Linked DNA regions of Rattus norvegicus: region 2 is linked to region 1. A link is a contact called in public Hi-C data. All regions are on one chromosome and are shown on one strand. Each heading gives the region's core, a stretch centred on a gene start, on an enhancer-like site or on the middle of the called end of the contact. The rest is flanking DNA. Distances are from core to core; before and after follow the strand shown.

Region 1 (7,196 bases), core at 1,170-3,669:
ACATAATGAGACCCTGTCTCAAAATAAATAAGTCCTAAAGTTTGCCTCACTAGTGGGTGTTCTGTCACTGATTAGTATGGCTCTGAGCTTCATTCTCATTATTGTAAACACAACAAAGTAGTTCACAGGGCTCCTGTGATACTAAGTGAGTATTAAACATTGACGAGTGGTCCACACATGGCAGCTGTTAGCTGCTGTTAAATTCAGTTAACTCATTTTTGTTGCAGGGATTTGTAGGTTTGTAAAATGTTAGCTAACTATATGATCTCCTCCGAGCTGCTGAGGATCTACCATTGAGACGAGGGATGGGGAGAAAGGGAGAGACATGTGTTGTATTGAATTTCCATTTCACAATGGAAGTAAACAAAGTCAAATGATTTGCCCAAGGACATTAATTAGTAGGAAAAGGTATCGATATCTTTTGATCCCACTAGTATTAAAAATACTCTTCTCTCAAGTTTAATAACGTTTAAGTTCTGAGCTGGGGCAGTACAAACAGGACAACAGAGTATTTGTTCTTTGTGGCTTACTTCATTTAGCACAATGTCTTCAAAGTTCACCATATTCTAGCAAATGTCAAAATTCCTTTTTTAAAAGACGGTATATTTAATATTTTTAATATTTTTATTTATTATTTAAAATTACCTGACTTTGTGCAGGTATGTGCAGATACTAGAGGTCTTGGATCTCCTGAAGCTCAAGTTACAGGTGGTCGTGAGCAACCTAAAGTGAGTGTGGGGAACTTGTCTTCCCCCAAAGACATTCTACTCACTGCTCACTGTTGAGCCATCGCTCCAACTCCAGGATATCCTTTTAAAAAGTAGAATTATGTTGCAGTGTATGTTTGCAGGACATTTTGCTCATCCATTTACTGTCCATGGATCTTACACTGTCCCCCTTCCTTAAGAACTGATGAAACTATTCATTTGAGTTTGGTTATTAAATTACAGATTATTCACTCCTTTCCTCCTCTTTCAGTCCATCCCCTCTTACCTCTTTACAGTTAAGTAGTCTAGTGTGCAGACTTTAGCGTACTGGGCAGTAAAGTCCTTTTCCCACTTTTGTTATCTTTCTCATGAGCCCCACCATGAATCAACATAAAGGAAAGATATGAACCTCAGATCAATTTAGTTCAACTGGGAGGACAGGACAGTTTATCAATAACTAAATTAGTAAATTAGTTATGACTGTATCTACAAATCACTTCATATGATATCCTCTGTTTTTAATAATAGATAATGAAAAGTTTTTGATGGACATTAAATGGAGAGGGACAGTAGCAACCCTGTTTGGGGCTGGCCTAAGGAAATCTCAGCAGGTGATTCCTCTGACGGCAATTCAGAAGGAACTCAAACACATCGACTAAAACTGCTACTATCTTAAGTAACCTTTAAAGCTCTCCTCTGGATTAAAGATGGAGTTTGAATTGGTGGAGTTCTTCTACTTTCGACTTTATAACTGTGAGGTGAGATTAACCACAAGCTTCAAGCACACAGCTCTCACAAGCAGGCAAACCACAACGGAAAGGAGTAACAGCCTGACTTCAAAAACAATGACGATTTAAAGATGCGTGTGAATCCTGCACTTGAGTGATTAAGAGTACAGGAAGGCTTGTGTTGTATTTAGTAGTCAGGAGATCATAAAAGAAAACTACTGAAATCTACTTTTCTGAAATAACCTCGAACTATAGTAGCATGAATTTCTTTGTGTGAACCATAACAGAAATTTATAGTCATATGCAAACTTAAATAAGATCCACTACCACAGTAAATTGGCTGCCAGCAGGATCCACGGGACCCTTGAGTTTCTGGAGCTATTCTGATTCTACCAACCATTCTCCCTAGTCTTGCTTGCTACAAAGTTCGGCTGTCACTCGGTCACCATAGATGTCTAAGAGGTTAACTTTTAGACTCCCCCAAGGTTCGCTAATATTCTTCCAAAAGATTCATCTGTTCACCAGGCTCCAGGACACTCATTGCCTCCACGAATCGCCTAGCACACCTCCACCCCGCCATGCAAGCCAGATGCATATAGACCTCGCAGCAAGCACGCTGCGCTTTCGTCCTCGCTCGCTAGTTCGCGCCCCAGAATGTCCGGAAAAGCGGTTTGGAAAAGCAAACTTTCTGAGCATTTGCAGAGGCGGACTCACAGCTGGTTGATGGCGTTCTGCGAGATAACCGCATTGGCAGAGAAGTAGGGGATCATGTCGGGGCCACCGAGGCTGCAGGTGCTGGCAGGGGGCGCTTTCCTTTCGTCGGCCAAAGTGCTAAGGGTCATGAAGCCGACTCACGATGAACAGCTCCGCATCCTGGACCGGCGTTGGAAAAACCCGAGCCAGAGACGCTGGTTCCCGGCAGCTGACCTGGGTCCGCCCGGGAGTTCCGAGGCAGCCGCCGAAGCCCCGGGACTCCGCTGTCTGGGCAGCCCGGCGCTGCCAGCAAGCCTTCCCCCACTCGCGTCCGGGGCGGGGCGCCTGGGCGGGGCGGTCTAGAGCGTCCGGAGGGTGGGCCTTCGCGACGCTCCGCCCCGGGGCTCCTAGCTCCCACGCGGATCCCGCAAAGCTTATGGGCCTACTGGGTAAAGGGGTTGCTGCAGACGGCAGCCTGGGTGAAGAGAGAGTAATGGACAGAGAAAATTTCTCCACTCCGAATGCTAAACTGAAAAGTACCCTCTCTTAAGCAGCTCTATGCACTGTGGCCTCTTAACCGGCTCTATGCACTGTGCCGCAAACGAACCAAGTTTATGAATGGTCTTCAAAGTTTTTAAAGGCCTCACAAGAGTAAGTTAAATATTTATTAATGGTTTTCTTGGTTCCTCAAGGTGGAACTAGAAAGATTATAGTGTGTGAGGGAGCTACACTGTGGACAAAATCTGCTAACCCTTGTAAATGAATATAGAGGGTTCAACAGCCTTGTTGTATGTACAATTTGTGAAGATTAAAATATCCCAATGTCCAAACTACACATTGGACCAATTAAATTTTAATGCCTTTGGAACCAGATCTAGATGTAGGTAGTTTTCGAGGAGGATCGTCTGTTTCCTCTAAGGCGTTTCCCACCAAAGGGCATTCTCTGATTCTTTACAAAGTTTAAGCCCTTCCCATGCTCCTTCCAGTGGGCTGAGCAGTGCCTTTTCACCTGATCAGGAACTAGCTCTGTAAAAGGAGCCTCTTTCTGTCTCAGACCTTAGTTTACAGAAGGAGCCAGCACACAGAAGCACTCTGCGAGCTCCTCAGCCTCTAGCTTTCTCTCCTCTTGCAGTCTCACACCAGAGCAAATATTTTAGGAATCAGTATTTTTTATAGCATTTCTGAGTAACTGACTAAATTATATATATTCCATTGGAATTCAAAAGCTTTAAAAACAATTTTACTAATCAACTAGAAAAGACTTTCAATGTATTAGAATCAAGAAAAACTCAAATCTTTGTTTTATATGAAAGTACAGGGAAGTTTGACAATTTTCAATATGCTAACAATGAAATTAATCTAAACATAAAATTCTATGCCTAAAACTAGAATTATGTTTTTATTAGTTGTCCATAAAACTTTAAGCTATTACCAAGGTAATGAGGGGCTCAGAATACTGTGAAGCACACAGAAGGTGGTTTCTATAGTTTCCTAGAGACCTGGCAATAGAAAAGACCCATGTGGCAAGTGAAGAGTTAAGGGAAAGTCTGGATGTTAGAGTTTCATCATCTTCATCCATCTCTAGGAAGGAAATGTTTTAAAGATTTGTTCAAGCTGTGTCAGCAGGCACCCAAATGGCAGTGTAAGAAAAAAAAAATCTGCTGATACACCCCAAAATAAATTGCTTAAAATATCTGGCAAAGTTGCCAGTTTGAAACTTCTTTCAGGCTGCAATTTATTACAGTCTCCTACTGTGATCAAAAAAAAAAAAAAAGCACTTTAGAACAGCATTAAGGTGAGCCCAGTTCCTTTCATGACACAGCAAGAGATGGGAATTTTTATTGAAGTCACTATTAAATGATGTCATTTAGGAAAGATGATGACATAGTAGTCATCTGGAAAACAATTCATCAGAAAATGTGGATTACTTGATTCGATCACTCATTACATTTAAAAATGCTAGGGATAAAGATTTCATAGGAACAGATTTTGTAAATATGTATCCTTAGGCCAAACAAAAAGGTTCCTACAGTGATGCCCCAGAAGAGTACAACCCTTTGGTTTTCCCTTAAAAGACCTTTGTCGGCCATTCAAGTAAGAAGACTGTTAATACCTCTAATCCAGTCCTTTTAAATTCTCTCTTTGAATAGTAGCTAAGACTTTGATAAGTCCCTTAATAATGTCATCTGTAAAATTATATAAGATCTTTAAAAATTTTTTTCAGCCAGGTGGTGAAGGCGCAGGCCTTTAATCCCAGCACTTGGGAAGCAGAGGCAGGTGGATCTCTGAGTTCAAGGCCAGCTTGGTTTACAAATCAAATTCCAGGACAGCCAAATCCCCAAATTTGTTTTGAGAGTTGAAAATCTTAGACAGACTGTTCTCATATCAACTAAAGATTCTGAGTCAAGTGTAGTGGTGCATGCCCACTGTACTCCTAACACTTGAAAGGCTGAAGCTGCAGGATCACAAGTTCAAGGCTAGCCTTCACTACATGGGCAGACTCTTATTGAAAATTAGCAAGCAGGGCCAATGAGATGGCTCAGTAAGTAAAGGTGTGAGCCTGCTGCTAACCTGACAACCTGAATTCAGTCTCTGGAACCCACATAGTGGAAGAAGCGAACTGTCTTCCGTAGGTTATCCTCTAACCTCAACACTGGCACTGTGGGGCTGTGGTATGCCCATACTTGTGTAACCACCCTCCTATGCAGCCAATAAATAAGTATAATTTAAAGAAGCAAGCAAACAAACAGATTAAAAAACTCTGATTAAATGCCCTACAGTGAGGAGACAGAACTTGTAGAGCCCACCTCCAGCAGAAAGGCAGGTAATCAAGTGAGGGATGGGGTTGCCATCTACAGTCAAAACTCCGACCCATAATTGTTCCTGTTTGAAAGAACTGCAGGGATGGAAATGGTGAGGAGCCTGAGGAAAAGAAGGTCCAGCAACAGGCCCAAGTGGGATCCAGGTCAAGGGGAGGAGATCCCAAGGCCTGACTCCATTACTGAGGCTGTAGAGTGCTCACAAACAGGGACCTATCATGGCTGCCCCCCGAAAGACCCAACAACAGCTGAAAGAGTCAGATGTAGATATGTGCACCCAACCAATGGACAGAAGCATGACCCCTGTGGGTGAATAGAGAAAAGCTGGAAGGAGCTGAGGAGGAGGCTACCCTGTAGAAGGACCAACAGTCTCAATTAACCTGGAACCTCCCCCCCTCCCCCCAAATCTTTCAGACACTGGACAACAAACAGGCAGCACACACCAGCTGATATGAGGCCCTCAACACATATACAGCAGAGGACTCTGGTCTGAGTTCAGTTAGAGAAGATGCACCTAACTCTCAGGAGATGGAGGCCACAGGGAGTTTAGAGGTCTGGTGGGGTGGGGTGGAGTGTGGGGACATCTTTGTGAAGACAGGGGTGTGGGGAGGAGGTATGGGATGTAGAACAGTGGAGGGTGGACCAGAAGGGAAATAAAATCTGGAGTGTAAAAAAAATTAAATAAAAAGAAGGAATTCCTCTGAAACATGAAATATACTTAATCCACTTAAGGCATACACCTAGTTCAAAACTATAGTGACCAGCAGTTAAAGACTCTGGTTTTGGAATTAACAAACTGAGTTGAGTATTAGCTTAATTTATGAAGTTGTTTTGAGGATTAATTTAAAACAGTATCTATATTTAAAAAAATACTTAGCACAAAGATCTCTTCTTTGGCTTTAGTGTTTGCCATATTAAGGTAAAAGGCTTAATACTGATCTTACTTTTTCACTGAGAAAATATTGGAGATTTTTTGTTGTTTTTTCCATAAACATTAAAAAAGTGGTAATGACTCTAATATAAGAAGTTCCAGGATGGGGCATGGTGTCATACATGTTTAAACCCAACACTCAGAAGGCTGAGACAGGAGAATCTCTGTGAGTTTAAAGCCATCCTGGTCTACGGAAAGTTCTAGGCTAGCCAGAGCTACACAGTGAGACCCTGTCTTAAGAAAGGAAGTTCCAGGGCCAGTGAAATGGCTTAGTAGTTAAGGACAGCCGCTGCCAAGGCTGAAGACCTGAGTGCAGTCCCGCGTGGTAGAAGAAGAGAGCTGACTCTTGTAAGCTGTCTCTGGCCTCTGTGCGCACACACATACAGCAACAACTTAATGTTTATCCTTTTCAAGATATGTGGACAAAAGCACTGTTTGGACAGGAGAATAAGCTTTTATTATCATAAACTGGTCACTTTCCAGTAATAGAAAGCGACTTGTATTTGTTTCATTACCGAGAAGTTGATGAAATGAATGAACACTGAAGTACATACAGACACCTGGGTATATTACCATTCCATTTGGGAAGTTTTACTGTTACTGCTTATGAGTTAGTCACATTAACTCACTATTACAGCCTATAATCATCTGATACCTGCAAAGTTTACTTGATTTTTCTACTTTTTAGGCTTTCAATTAATAGCGTTAACTTATGCAACTGTATTAAGTACTCGATCATAAGAAAAATGATTATACTAAGGTGGGGACTTCACTGTGTTTTGATGTTTTCTCTAAGGGTTTGATTGAGAGAAATAAATAGTAAATCAATCCCTTGAGTGTCAAAAAGAAGAAAACCAACACTTTAAACGTTACAAAACGAAAATCTTGTTACCTGGAGTAACACAACCTGATGTCTGTTAATCTGCAAAATGCCAGGACAAAACTCTCAAGACAATACCCTCAATTTCAGACTTATTGTCCAGACAGGACTAAGAGCTATCTTACTACGCTAAGTCAAAGGCACTCTTCGGACAATACAGTACAGCAAAATGCTAACAACAGCTCTGTAACAACAGCAGGTTTTGTGCGTATTGTGTTTTAAATACCTGAGAATAGTTTTAAACACTTGAATTGAACAATGTCACTCGGCTTTTATAATCATTTGCATAGAATTTCCCACACAAGAGTGATGTGGAACACCGAGAAGATCTGCATCTCAAGCACCAGAGAAAAGATCGCTAAAGCGTTCATCCCGCCTGGTCTTGGCCACCATATGCTCCTGCACAAGGACATGCTGCACTCCTGCTTTCTTCAGGTT
Region 2 (7,251 bases), core at 226-2,725, 94 kb before region 1:
CTAAGCTCCAGTGACATTTTGAAAGAAGTAACACGTTCTTTGCATTTCCAAGGGCTGACATGTGGCTGGGGCCCTCATGCTCCCACAAGACTGTAATCAATTCAGATGCTACCATAGAAATGTGTTACTCAGAAGTTCTCTCTAACAGACATCTGGCACAATCAGCTAAGTGCCCAGTGCTGCTCTGGGTAACTATAGTTAGAGGATGCTGGGATCACAATTCTAACTCTTTGAGAGCCACCATGTGTTTCTTATGATATGAAAACAAGATCCAGAAAAAAATATTAATTAAGGAACAACCAAGCTTTAGAAGTTGTCTCTGTCTGCCTTTCAGGGAGGTTCCCCCCTCCTCTGTAGAACACCACACACGGGTGACACCAGTGAAGTGAAGGGACAGTGAGGCTTAGTTGGATTTGGTTCTAGAACATTCTTTAGGAGCAGTCCTGGCAGCTAAAAATGGCCTAAGTGATATCCCTAACCTGGACATCACAACATAAGAGATTCCAGAAATACTTTCTATGTCGTTTTCTGGGGAGTTAGTATGTTTGTGATGGTTAGAGGCAGGTTGATGTCAATGGAGAAGGAATAAAGAACATATATGAATTTATACTTTTTGGGTAATTATGGAGAAATGATAATAAACAACCCTCAACACATAGTGGTTTAAAAAATAAAATAAAAATAACTTAAACACTGGGAGATGAGGCAAGAGGAATAGGTGCTCAAGGCCAGCCTTGGCTACAAAGTAGGTTCAAGGCCAGCTTGGGGTATGTGATAGCCTGTCTTAAAAAAAACAAAACAAAACAAAAAAAAAAAACCAAAAAACCAAAACATGTTATTTTATGAAAAACCAAAAACAAAACAGAAAGTATCTATCTGTCTGTCTGTCTGTCTGTAATCTATCATCTATAGACAGGGTCTCTCTATGTGGCCCTTGCTGTCCTTGGAGTTTGATATGTATACTAGCCTGGTCTTGAACCTACAGAGAACTGTATGCTTCCAAGTGCTGCAGTTGAAGGCACAGCCCTGCCTCTCCACGACTTCATACTCATGTTTAATTTCACAGACGGGGGCAGGTGGGGACTAGAAACACCAAGTAACTTCTGAAGGTTGCAACAAGCGGGTGAACCAGGAACAGAGACCAGATCTAATGATGCAAATTCTGTGTTTTTTCCTGTCTGGAGTTTGCCTTCCCTTTATGAATCAGGTTCAGGAAGTCAGGACGGAACAGAAAAGGAAAGGAAAAGGAAAGAGGAAGTGTGATTCTCTGGTTTACACTGCCCTTCATATCCTCCTTTAAGATTTTTTTCTTCCTGAAATTCCTTTAACATCTAAGAAAAAACACACATTGGGGGATGGGATACTGGGGAAGGGGAACCAACCCAACAACTTGCAGTAGCCTGGGATTCCAGAATAAATACTGAAGTTGGCAGGACATGTAGTGTCCTTCCTCTCAGTAGGTCACATGAGGACATTGCCTAACATCCGCTATGTGGGCTGTGTGTGTCTGGGAACATGTAATATTTATGTTCTCCTCACATGCTTGGGTACCTTTTCCTTGTGCCAAAAAGAACCTTCGTGTCCTGACTTAATGTGAAAGTTGGTGCTAAAGACCTAGAACTCCTTTGAAACAGAGGAGGACTGAGTATTTTCCCAGCTTCTCAAGACAGAGGCTCAGATGAAATCATTCCAAATGCTGAGTAAATGGGAGGGGTTGTTAGTGGAAACCATAATGCTATGTTGTGGTCACATTTTCACAATTCTTTGGGGCTGGAGGGTGGCCCCTCTGTGCGGATAGGCTGGAAGGCTATTTCACATTTTGTTCTGTGGAAACATAGCCCAGATTTCAGAGTCAAGATCAAGTCATGAGACTTGCTGGAGTCAAACCCTGGCACCAGCTGCAACTGCTTTTAGACAGCTGTGCTGTTACGCTAAAACACAGCCTAGAACTGCTCACAGGAGACAACCAAATCTATCAAGGCAGAGGATTTCAGCATGTGACAGCTCAAGAGTCATTCTCAAGTCATTTACCATATGACGCAAGAAGAAGTAAAGGTGGTTTCTAACTCCTGAAGGTAATGGAATGAGAGGCAGAGAGAGCCACTCACGACTCACCTGGCCAGCAAGATCCCTTGGTATTCTTCTAGTTGTCTCATGAAGCTGGGGTTGGGCTTGGTCACTGTTCGTCGTTCCTTCACGTACTCATAGGCGCGATCCAGATTCCATCCATACTCCTTCATCGCATAGGCAATCACAGTGGAGGCTGAGCGACTCACCCCCATTTTGCAGTGCACAAGACATTTAGATCCATGTTTCCTAGTTGGGAGAGTGAGGTGAAAGACAGGATGCTGAAAGATAGTATAGTGTAAGAGCTGGGTTTCAGGTTCCTGTGTCACCCTTCCATTAAAAAAAAAATTTTTTTTTTTGCTATGCAATGTTCTCATCTCACACATCCATGTGCCTCTATGATCAAATATGAGATAAAGTAGACAGCTCTAACTGTACTTTTAAATAATATTTATCTGTCTGTTTTTTGAGTCAAGGTTAGTCTTAGTAGCCTGGCTGGCCTTGAATTCATCGATTCCCCTGCCTCTGCCTCCCCAGTGCTGGGATTAAAGATGTGTGCCACCACTGCTGCACTCTCTTTTTTTCCGCTTTTAATATTAAGCCTCTTAATCCACTCAGTAAGGATTTGTCAAGTATTTACAATATATAAACTAATGTACTAGACACAAACTTAAGTAACACACAGCTTCTATACTAAAGGGTAGGACTGAGTTAGAGAAACACAACTAAAATTCAATGTTGTATCGCACTGAATGTCAGCGTGGAGAGAATTTTGCATTTGGAGCTCATTTCCTGTGTGGTGGAGGCCAATTCCCTCACAGCCCTCAGGCACATCTTCTGGCTGGCATTCTCCCGAGTTACAGGTGTGGCGATGACTCATCTGATTTGTTCTAATAGAGTTATTTCTAGTTAAGTTCCCAGGCAGGACTCTGTCCCTGGAGCAAAGCATAGATGAAGTCGATGTTTCTTCTCTATTCTAGAGATTGTTTTCACACACTATCACAGACCCAGGGAACTGGAGGAAAGCATGTGAAGTATCACGTGTCGGTCTCGGTGTTCAGGTGGAATGAACCAGAGCTGCCTGTTTGTTTTTTGCACGCTTTAAGTGAAGTCAGGGCTCCACACGTACTCTAAGGACATGCTCTATCACTGAGCTACGCCCCAGGCCCTGTGGGCTTTTAATACAAGGGAAGGAAAATGACGCTACTGCAAAGCAAACAAAATACCTCAGTCTCAACCATCAAAGCTGGTCATCTTGGATATGAACGTTATTTAGTTATGTCCCAATTCTAACAAGGAAGTATTAAAGCACAAACTAAGTCTTCAAGGATCAGTTAAATGCATGAATAAACTTACGGATCTGCTGATCACATCTTCCAGCTGTTGGAGAGGGAATATTTTAAAAACTGGAGAAAAAGAACTGTTACTATTAAAGCTACTGCTCATAGACTCTAGAATCCTTTCGAGTAACTGTTTCAATAAATCAAAACATGGACATGTGAGCAAAAGCAGAGAAGCTGTTCATTTGCTCACTGGCTATACTGCTGGTTCATATGCCTTCTGGCAGAAGCTTACGGTCCTTGCTTTTCTGCAGTCGTGACTGACTGAGGAGTTATCAGTGCGAATGAGCCTGAGGTGACCTGCCCAAACGGGTGAGCAGGGAACCTACAAGATATGAAGGATGGAATGGAATAATTTTTCTGAAGTTTAAAAACTGTATTGTTATCTGTGTATGTGTGGGAGGGTGGGCATGAGTGTGGTGGTACTTGTGTGGAGCTCACAGGATGACTTGGAGCAGTCAATTCTCTCAACCTCTACCATGTGGGTTCTGGGGATTAAACTTGGCCTTGGCAGCAAGACATCTCACTGGCCTTACCATAGAGTTTTTATTGGACTACAGTTAGGAAGCCAATGCACAGTGATTCAGATACAAGTTTAGATGTGTGTTCTGTTTTCCAAATGAGTTCTAAAAATATCAAGGTGAAAAACATCCCTGTGAAAGCACATTTTTCAAATATTACTTCCCCACCCCCTTCTCTGAGTGAGACAGGGTTTCTCCATGTAGCCTTGGCTGTTCTAGAACTTGCTATGTAGACCAACCTGGCCTTGAACTCAAAGGTCCACCTGCCTCTGCCTCCTGAGTGCTGGGATTTAAAGTGTGCACTTTGGCATTGTTCAGTTGGGCTTTAAAGTGCTCAGCTTCTAACTTATTTAAGAAGAATCTCAAGTTAGTTTCCACCTACCCCATCGCTCAATTTCACCCATTATTTCCCGCATAGAGTTGTCTAGATTAAGTTTGCATTATAACATTAGGAATGGGGCCCTGCAGAAGAGGTATGGAAGGAGGCACTCCTCAGACTCTGACCTGAACTTGGGAAGCTCATGAGCTACTGCCTCCATTTGCCACCTTGGTGCTTATGCTGGTTATTCTGGTTCACAACTGGACTACATCTGGAATGATCTAAAACCCCAAAATAGCTAGGAACACCTGTGAAGGATTTTTGCTTAACTAAATCATCTGAAGTGGGAAGATACACTTCTAATTACCTTTGAGGTGGGAAGACCCACTTCTAATCTAGGCTCCACCTTCTCCTGGCAGCCAATGGCATTTGAGCCTACTTCTTCAGGATTCCAGTATATACTGACTACCAGCTGCAGTATGCAACCCCATGAATTGAACAACTACTGGATTCTTGAATTTTTTGTTCATGTGCAGCCATTGTTGGGTTAGCTTGACTGCAGCCTGTAAGTCATTCACATAGTAGTATATGCATGTGCTCTAAGTTCTGTAACCCTGAATAATACAGATTTTGGTGCCAAAAGTGGTTCTGGAGCAATAGAAGTATAAGGATGAGTATTTTAAACATCTGTGCTACACTTTTCAATCTGCTTAGCATCTACATTTGTCGAAGCCTCTCCTGTGACTGAAACCTCTCCTGGTAGTTTGCAGAGTAATGAAAGCCCATGGTATGAAATATTTTACAAAATTAAGGAGACAAATACATTCAATTATTCTCATTATTTATGAGAGGCAATAGATTTGATGCCTGTCCTATCTATCAAGATTGTTAAGGGAAGCGTAGACTAATTTTTGAAGGAAGTTAAAAACAGGTGTTTCTCATTTACTGAAGATGGTTTGAGTGCTGTCCCTTCTGAAGAGGGATGTGGCCAAGGGGCTCACTTATGATTCTTTCCAGTGCAAGGATGAATAAAATCAGGAAAGGAAGTCCTCAGAGCTTTAAGAGTCAATTAATTTGAAGATGACTTCAATGAAAGGCAAGAGAAAAATTTCACCATTTATAATATCTACAATAAAGTCAATAACTGGAAAGATTTTCAAAGCTCACTGTTTGAATGTCTTGTATTCAGAAAAGCCTGGTGTTAACACTTGTTCACAATAATGTTTGCTACGAAACTTACAAATATCCCTAGTGGCATTTAAAGAATTAAATTTAGAGCCAGGCATGGTGGATAGTGCATGCCTTTAATCCCAGGACTCAGTAGGCAAAAGCAGGCAGATTCCAGTAAGTTCAAGGCCAGCCTAGTCTATGTAGGGTTCCAGGCTATTTAGGATTACATAGCAAGACTTTGTCTCAAACCGCACCTCCCAATTTCTTTCATATCTCCCCCCCACCGTTTTTTTTAGCTGCATCATAATTTCATTTTCTTTAATTTTCTGCTTAGTGAAAATGAGGCTATATGAGGTTATTATTTTTTTTTTTTTGGAGACAGTTTCAGTTTGAGACAGAGACAGTCTCCTGGCTGTCCTGGAACTCAGAGATCTGCCTGCTTCTGCCTCTCATTACTGGGATTAAAGGCATGTGCCACCACTGCCAGGTCATATATGAGGTTATTCAATTCGATTCAATTCAATTCAATTCTATTCTATTTATTTGCTTAAAGGGAAACTGTTAAAACCATTAATCTTTCATCCAGGATCATAAAACCTCACTGCCTTTTCTTCTCATTCTTTTCTCTAAGTGCTATCAGTAAACTGTCCCAGTCTCATCCAGCCTTAGTGACAATGTGGAGAGGGATCAGAATGTGTGTGTGGGACAAGACTCACTTTGCTTTAGAGATGAATTTGTAAGTGTCATTCCAGTAAGCCAGGAGATCTGTTGCCTCTTCATCATATACTCGAATGTTATGATACTCAAAGACTCCAGGGAAGAAGTTATCTATCTCTCGAGTGACATTCAAAATATACCGCACCCTGTGAAGAAACCAAAGGAAGAAATGTATTCTCAGGCTAAAACTAATTTCCATCCCTCTATCTGCCATGTCTAATACCTAAATTCCATTTTCAGCTTGTGTATGGTTATACAATCTCATTTTTGACAGTATTTTGGAAATAGCCCTAATATCTATATACAAAAACCAAACTGATAGCCACAGCCTAGCAATATATGTTGCTAAAATTACCAGTAAACTTTTACTTAGAAATTATTTGTATAAAACCAGGCTACTGATATACTCCAAAAAAATAGAGAAAAGGGAAAATTTCTTATTTTTCTGAACACCAGATTGTTAGGCAAGAAGCTGTGAGGGTCCATGGAAAGCTGGACCTAAAATTCTTCAAGTCTATGTGGCTGCATTCCTGTTGAGAGTCTCATAAACTGGGACGCTGCAGACAAGGGTTTATCTATTAAAAACTTCCCCAGCACCTCCCTCCGACACCACCTTAATTAACGCTTGGGTTTGATTTACAAAAAGTTCTTTTTCCTTCGATGTTATATAGACTTTAAACATCACTAGAGTTTACTGTAGCAACAGTTCTTTCTATAAAACTTTTTCCTTCAAATAACCAAATGTGGGGTTCCATAAACTCAGTTCTAGAGGAGGAAGAGGAAGAAGAAGGGGAGGAAGAAGGAGGGAAGGAAGAAGAGGATGAAAGACTACAAGAGTTATAATCACTCTGTGGTAAGGGCCAAATAGGTCCAAGATTTCTGAGACATGAACTGAATTTGCTTCAATGCAGTACCAAAGCCTACTAATACAAATGACTTTGTTTTCTAATTAAAAAAAAAAAAAGCAGCACACAGTAGGATGTAAAATGGTGCAACTGCTGTGGAATTCCTGAGAGGGCTAAACAGAGTTACTACACAAGCATTAATTTCACTCCACAGCGTGCAAGCAGGGGGTCACTGCAACATTCACAATAGTCACAAAGTGGTCATCAGATGA

What was found. A called contact is a pair of places that touch in the nucleus more often than the background predicts.
Region 2: a Hi-C map of Schwann cells shows a contact between it and region 1, with 2.3 times the contacts expected there. The contact joins the enhancer-like site here to the promoter of Ssh2 in region 1. A contact is called at or near these places in 3 of 12 Hi-C or Micro-C datasets (Schwann cells, kidney and psoas muscle).

The regions. Positions count from the first base shown.
Region 1 is chr10:62,690,993-62,698,188 of GRCr8, reverse strand. It overlaps Ssh2 (slingshot protein phosphatase 2), which reads right to left and starts at 2,419. Exons shown (of 14, transcript NM_001107024.1): 1 at 2,150-2,419. The coding sequence starts at 2,277.
Region 2 is chr10:62,783,720-62,790,970 of GRCr8, reverse strand. Ssh2 (slingshot protein phosphatase 2) reads right to left here. Exons shown (of 14, transcript NM_001107024.1): 11 at 6,134-6,280; 12 at 2,116-2,316. Among named protein-coding and RNA genes, the nearest start is that of Coro6, 24 kb to the left of the region's middle. Within about 2 kb of position 1,475, at least 29 of the 93 cell types and tissues checked have an H3K27ac peak or open chromatin away from gene starts, as enhancers often do. A contact at or near this core is called in Schwann cells, where this site is marked.